Linked DNA regions of Danio rerio: region 2 is linked to region 1. Evidence: chromatin contacts called from public HiCAR-type data. All regions are on one chromosome and are shown on one strand. The core of a region is the stretch at or near the end of the contact, and the rest is flanking DNA. Distances in the headings are between cores, read along the strand shown. Region 1 has its middle 11 kb from the start of hapstr1b. Region 2 overlaps grin2ab (glutamate receptor, ionotropic, N-methyl D-aspartate 2A, b).

Evidence for each region. HiCAR-type assays count read pairs that join an accessible place to other places.
Region 2: a HiCAR-type map of caudal fin shows a contact between it and region 1, with 5 times the contacts expected there. The contact joins two enhancer-like sites. A contact is called at or near these places in 2 of 18 Hi-C or Micro-C datasets (caudal fin and an unstated tissue) and 3 of 4 datasets of contacts at active chromatin or transcription factors (caudal fin, embryo and gastrula embryo).

Annotation. Positions count from the first base shown.
Region 1 is chr1:10,135,077-10,138,633 of GRCz12tu, forward strand. No RefSeq gene overlaps it. Among named protein-coding and RNA genes, the nearest start is that of hapstr1b, 11 kb to the left of the region's middle. Within about 2 kb of position 1,980, at least 24 of the 62 cell types and tissues checked have an H3K27ac peak or open chromatin away from gene starts, as enhancers often do.
Region 2 is chr1:10,285,077-10,288,633 of GRCz12tu, forward strand. All of the region lies in intron 1 of grin2ab (glutamate receptor, ionotropic, N-methyl D-aspartate 2A, b), which reads right to left. Among named protein-coding and RNA genes, the nearest start is that of grin2ab, 69 kb to the right of the region's middle. Within about 2 kb of position 1,760, at least 4 of the 62 cell types and tissues checked have an H3K27ac peak or open chromatin away from gene starts, as enhancers often do.

The DNA of each region.
Region 1 (3,557 bases), core at 730-3,229:
GGGCTAAACCCACACAATACTAGCTTAAAATCCACCACAGTTTCTTGTTTTAATATATTGCTTTATCATTTCTGACATAATTGTGATATAAAAGGCAGCATAGAAGGGTTCCAGTCTGATATAAAAGGAAAGCAATGGATTGTGTGGAAAGGAGGAACCAAAATGTCAAAACTCCATGCTAAATTGTCTTTATTTACCGTGCGGTAAGTTTGACACCCAGTGGTTGAGCTTGGTATTGCACTCCTGGATCAAAACAAACGCAAGCGCAGGTTACCAGATTGAGGACAGGGGTTTGTTCTTCATACGTGGATTACTCAGTTAGCTGGATTTGGATATTGAAGATTCGACACGATCCAGGATTGCTTCGTTCTTCAAAGCTGATCCGAGAGTTGTTGTCATAGCAACAGTTCTGGTAGCTTAAACCTGGTTGGGAGCAGCTTAATTCATATTAACAGGATTAGATCGGGTCAGTTCAAGCAAAGATAATACTGAAAGTATGTAGCAAATGCTGATATTTTCTTACAGTAGTTTTATACACTTGGGAAAATAGTAAATATTAATATATATATATATTTCCAGCACGGAAAACACATTTTCAGCACTGTGTTTTTGAATGTACACTTGACATGTTTCTTAAATATCTGCAAACATATTATGGTATTTTTATGCTTTAGAAGAGTCAAACACTTTCATACAGCACATTTCAATAATTTTTGTCAAGCACTGTATGGTGTTTTTGAGACCTCATTGAATTTAAATAAAACAACAACACAGTCTGAATAGTTTTTTTTGTCTGGTGGCTTTACAGTTTAAGAGTCAATCACAGTTAGATAAATGTCAAGAACTGTCTTAAATTAAATCAGATTTTTAAAAAACACTTTACTCTTAAAAATAAACGTTAAAGAATCACCGAGTGATTGTGTAAAGAACATTTTGATTTTCTAAATAACCCTTTTCCACAATAAAGAACATTTAGTGGAAAAAAATATGGAATCAATCTAGAACCATCAATGGCATTAAAGAACCTTTAATTTTAAGTTCAAGATTGTGTTAAATTTGGGCGACACGGTAGCTAAGTGGTTAGAACAGTCGCCTCACAGCAAGAAGGTCCCTAATTCGAGTTTGGGTCAGTTGGCATTTCTGTGTGGAGTTTGCATATTGGTGTGGGTTTCCGCTGGGTCCAAATCCATGCGGTATAGGTGAAGTGAATTAAACAAATTGTATGTGTGTGAATGAGAGTGTATGGATGTTTCCCAGTACTGGGTTGCAGCTGTAAGGGCATCCTTGTATATGTAAAACATATGCTGAATAAGTTGGCAGTTCATTCCACTGCGGCGAACACTGATGCACTGAAAAAAATATTCAAAGATGAATCCTTGGATTTACTACATTTTTTTTTTAAGTTAAGTGGTTGTCAACAATTTATTTGGGCTGAATTTAAACAAACAAATTAAACATTACTAAATTTAATTTGTTTAAATTCAACACAAAAATCACTAATACATCTTTTTTTCATTAATAAAGGGACTAAGCTGAAGGAAAATGAATTGAAGAATGAATTGTTTTAAATTCAGCACACATTTCTTTTCTGTAATATCTGTTTAACCTTCTCACTCGCTCGCCATAGTCTATGCACGTTGAATCCCCCCTGTTCCTCACGCGAAACCTGTTGTTCCATTGACAAAATTAGCGTTCACGCTTTACGTGCGCGCGCGCTTCAGGCGTGGAACGACCATCGCTTATTTCTATGGGAACAGTCCGCCACTCAGTACAATGTCACCTGAGCCGCATTGCTTTACGCCGCTGCTGCTGCTGGTGTCCTCCGATCATCTCGGTAAAGAAGACCGTGAGTCCATCTCCATAGCAACACGTTACATATCTAGAAGTAATATTTATCCTTCCCAGCGAGGAGAAACTGATGCTGTTTTTATCTTTGGTCGCGTAATGCCGCGCAGTCACCACTAGGGGTCAGCAGCTAACAACACAAAACAGCGTGACGACAGCTAGAGAGCGTGGAAAATCAAAACCGTCATAAACAACATTGCTCTTGCAGATCGCGTCTCGTCGACAAGATGGTGTGTGAATGGGGTAAAAGCGTCTTTTGAAAGTAGTTTTGGCGGAAAAGGGTCAAAACAAGGTGGCTTTCTGTCTCTTTGATGAGAAATGAGCGAGGGAGGGGGACTTGGAGCGATAAATTTCTGTAAAGATGAGCTCAGTGGTGCTGTGCTGAATGAGAAAAACCACAAACAAAGCTTCATGAGTGGGAAGAGGGAGAAAGAGAGAGAGGAGAGAGAGAGAGAAAGTAGAAAATAAATGTGTATTGTTGAAGGCTGTCTATAATACACATCAAACACTTTAACAATGGGCACAAAAAAGGAAAATTGTGTCATCTACTCACCCTCAAGTCTGTCTAAACCTGAATGATTGCCTTCTGTTGAACACAAAAGAAAGTTGTTAGGCGGAATATAAGATCTGCTGGTTTGTGCTGGAAAGTACGGCTATTATTATTATTATTTTACAATGAACGTGAATAGGGACTGAGGCTGTCAAGTTTGGTATTTAAATGAGTTTGAATGGGTCTGCTCATCACAAAACACAGCATATCATGCGAATTAATCATACAAGCTAGATCTACATTCAATTTGGAAGCTCCAATTTTTAATGTTTTACAATAGAAAACATCAAGTGTTTCAGTTTCCCCCAATTGTTTACACATTTTCTGAAAGCATATCTCATATTGTCAGAACTCTACACACTAATCAAAACACACACACATTGGGCAAAACCCTTCAATTCTCCTGCAAAATTAAACTTTACATTCAAAACAATGTAATTACTTTTTTTAAATGGTATTTTGTTTTTAGATGACACACAAACCATCACATCAATAGACATTTATAAGACCCGGTTGATCACCTATGTGCTTAATGTAAAACGCTATGACCACTTCTCTTCATCTTACTTTAAGCCTTTTTTTGGTTCAGTGTTACACTTACTACAGACAGTGCATATGCTTACATAAGTGCATTGTAAGATATTTCAGAAAATTGTTTTTATACAAAATACACTGTGCTGAATATGTTTTACTGTATTTTTAACTACAAAAACCATGTACACAGTGTTTCTCCCAACCAACACAAAGATGCACTAACGTGGTCTACATATGCCATCAACAGAAGGATTTACAGAATACAGTTATAGTAAAAAAAAAAAAAGTGGATTTTGGTCATAAACTTTTCATCCCCAGGCAGAAAAAAATTCCCCAACTGAGAAATGCAGAATATGTAGGGAACATGGGTGGGCAGTGAACCAGTCATAGCTCTGATTTCTAAGTTGCAATTCTGTGTGACAGGTGTTTACTCATGTGATGAGTTAGTATGCAAAGTAGGGCAACTGACCTTACAATTTTGAATGACAGTGTGTTCCTTGTGAAAACGAGATTTTCGGCATGAAAAAAGTGTGTTTTAAACCTGCAATTTGAGAGTAAAGTTCTGCTTGCAGCAGAATTGGTTCAGGGGGTTGGTGCATCAGTTGTTTTAGTCATTGTGTCTGAAGTA
Region 2 (3,557 bases), core at 510-3,009, 150 kb after region 1:
AATGTCTTGGCTGTGTATTTGAAAATGGCGCTTCCTTTGTTTTTATTCTCCTGCTTGTGCATCTTGCTCCACCTTTTGGTACCCTTTCATTGTGTTAAGTACCCTTTAGAAAGGGTACCCAAAAAGCTTTTAGACAGTGGAAAGAGCCATAAAAGCGCACCGAATCGATGCATACAGAGTGGAAACTGGCAATTAGTTCTCCTATGAAACAGTAATTCTTTTAAAAAATATTTCTCTTATATATTAAAAACATAGAAGTGCTGTTTAATGGAGAGGCTTTTAAACATAACAGTTTTAAGAAATAATTTCTAATAACTAATTCCTTTGTCTTTACCATGATGTCAGTGCATAATATTCAAATAGTTTTGCAAGATACAAGTATTTAGCTTAAAGTGCAATTTAAAGGCTCAACTAGGTTAATTATTAGGCAGATCAATTGGATAACTGTGGCTTTCTCAAAAGACAATCGGGAAAAACTTCTTAAGGGGGTTTATTAATAGTACTGAGCTTAAAAATTTATTTACAACATTTTAAAAGTGCTTTTGTTCAAAATAAAAAACAAATACTTTCTCCATAATTGTTTTAAATAAGAAATACTGTGATAATTTCTTTGCTCTGTTAAAAAATCACTTTGAAAATATTTTTAAAAATATCTTTATTTCACAGCTTGTTCAAACTACCTGTTTAAAATGAGCTTAAACAACACAATTCTTGTAATTTCTTTGTCCATTTTATATGGTTTATGTTCAGTCCAATTTTTTAAACCACTAAGTTAACATAAGCGTTTTGTGTTAGGACAACATGAAGGAATTGTGTTGATCCAACTACCTGGTAATTCCTAAAGGACCTGTAATTCCCAGCATGCTTTGCGTGAGATTGAATTAAGAAAGGGAAATGTTAACACTAAAAGTAATCTTAGGTGTTTAAAGTTAATTAAAAGACTTGTTAGTTTAATCTTCACTTTAGTTTGAAAATGTAAAAGATTTTCAAGTAATGCTTTGAGTTTTGAGATTACCACCTTGCAGAAGCACCCATGCTTTGGGTGTAGCAGCTTAATTAGCAAAACTGCAGTTTGTTGCTTTGCTCAGTGAGCAATAACTGTTCTAAAATAGTTCTGAGATCAGTCTCAGTAATCTGTACATGTAGCTCGTAACCGTAACTGTATATGCTTAAAAATGTCTCTTTTAGTTAATTTAGGATAACTTAAAATAAAACTGAGACTTTGACATATTCGACATACATGATATTATGAGACCTTTGAGTTTAAATAAAGTAAATATACAAATGTTTTAAACTTATTTGATAAAATTATGTTGGACCAACTCAATTGCATTTAATTGTGTAAATAGTTTTTTTTTAGTTAGTGGAAAACTAATTTATTGGATGGAAATCCTGCCCTCAATTAAATTGAGTTATTTTTTTGAGTGAGGTTAAACAATAAAGAATTTTTACGACCTCATGTGCTCATATTTACCAATATTAGTGGAGGACACTGTAATAATCCTAATCAAGAAGAAACCCTAGAGCAGGAGTACATTATGTTTGGCATGCACAGCATTGTAACTATGTTGATCCGTGCTCTTGTGAGAGCCCTTTGAGAGTCGCCGTGTGATTGCGAGTGCATGCGCATTAGGCTGTGGGTGCACATGTTGCATGTAATCCCTTTCCTGGGGAAAAAAAATCCTGCACAATCTTCACAGTTGCAGCTGGGGTTACCGTCACAACACCCCATTACTGTTGTGCTAACACTACGGTAGCCTTGGCAACACCATGGCAACAGAGCCGTTTGACAGAGATAAGAGAGGTGGTTAGCGCAGCAGACATGGAGCTTTCAAATTCATCTCCCCTCTCTTGTGTGCCACTCTCAGCGCATTACCTTTATATAAACTGGATTCAATTCATTTCAACGCTTTACTTTTGAAAAATTTGACCAGCTGGAAACAGGGTCTATGAGAATCAACCAGAGCACACAGTAAAGCTGGGAATTGCAGCCAATCAGCTGATTCAGTTCCATATTCAGTATTATTCGCATGGTATAATTCAATTGAACTAGGGCTGCACAATATACAGGGTTCATACACATTTTACTACTAAAATTACAGGACATTTCCATGACGTTACCTTCAGGTAAGAAAGTCAAAAAATGTCTACATACACAAGGTAAATAAGACAAAACGCACGGTTAAATTAATTACAGCATATCAAAAAATGTGAAACAATCTATGTAATTTGCTTGTTTTTATATCAGTAAAATAGTTTTTAGAAATTATCTTGATGTCTGTATGAAAAATATTGGAGAAATGTTGGTCTCTGTTTTCATAAGACTTTAATCTCCATGACTTTTCCAAAACATTTTGGGTTTATTTGTTTTTCCAAAACTTTTCCTGGCCTGGAAAATGACTTGACAAACTTCCATGACTTTTCCAGCTTTCCAGGGTCATGAACCCTGAATATATCATTTCAGCATCGATATCGCAATGTGATCATTAACAATAGTTACATCGAGAGCACACACAAGGTTGAGTCTGGATTATTTTTAAGGTCTGACTGTATGAGGATTTTAAAAAGCATTCATGCATAAAAAACTGTACTGTTTGTAACTTTAATAACGATTAATTATTTACATTTTTACTGCATTATTTATATTTACAACAAAGACTACGCATTATTATTTTACATTTGATTATCCAACTACTGTATACCCGAGTACTGCTAGACTCTTAGGAGCACATGAAAAAAACACAGCTGCATCTTTTTCTTTATTGCATGTATCTATGCTTGTGCTGTAGATTGTTTATATATATATATATATATATATATATATATATATATATATATATATATATATATATATATATATATATATTCAATCAGAATGCACAGTAAGGCTGGGAATTGCAGCCAATCAGGTGATTCAAATCCAGTATTACTCAATATTCCTCAAATTGTTTTGATTTCAATTGAATTCGATATTGATTAGTAATTAATCGTTCATTTAGTTTTGCAGACATGGAATCAATAACAAGTACTAGTAACTAGGGCTGCACAATATATAGTTTCAGATCGATATCGCAATGTGATCATTCACAATAGTCACATCAAGAGCATACACAAGGTTGAGTCTGGATTATTTATTTATCATTTGCAGGTTTTTAAGGTCTCTGACTGTATGAGCATTTTAAAAAGCATTCATGCATGAGAAACTGAACCATTTGTAACTTTCATAAAGATGATTTATTTACATTTTTAAATACAACAAAACTATGCATTATTATTTTACATTTGATTATTCAACTACTGCATACCAGAATACTGCTAGACTATGGAAAACATGAAAAAAACATATATTTTTCTTTATTGCATTTCTTGTACTTTTGATTGTTTGTTCCATTTCATGCAGATACAATCACATATATCAAAAATTATAAGTTGCTTCCAAATAGAGATAAAATTGGGTTCTTATCGCAATATATATTGCACAATTACAAAATATCACAATGTTAGATTTTTCCAATATTGTGCTGCCTTACTAGTAACTGAAACCAAGCTATATTAAA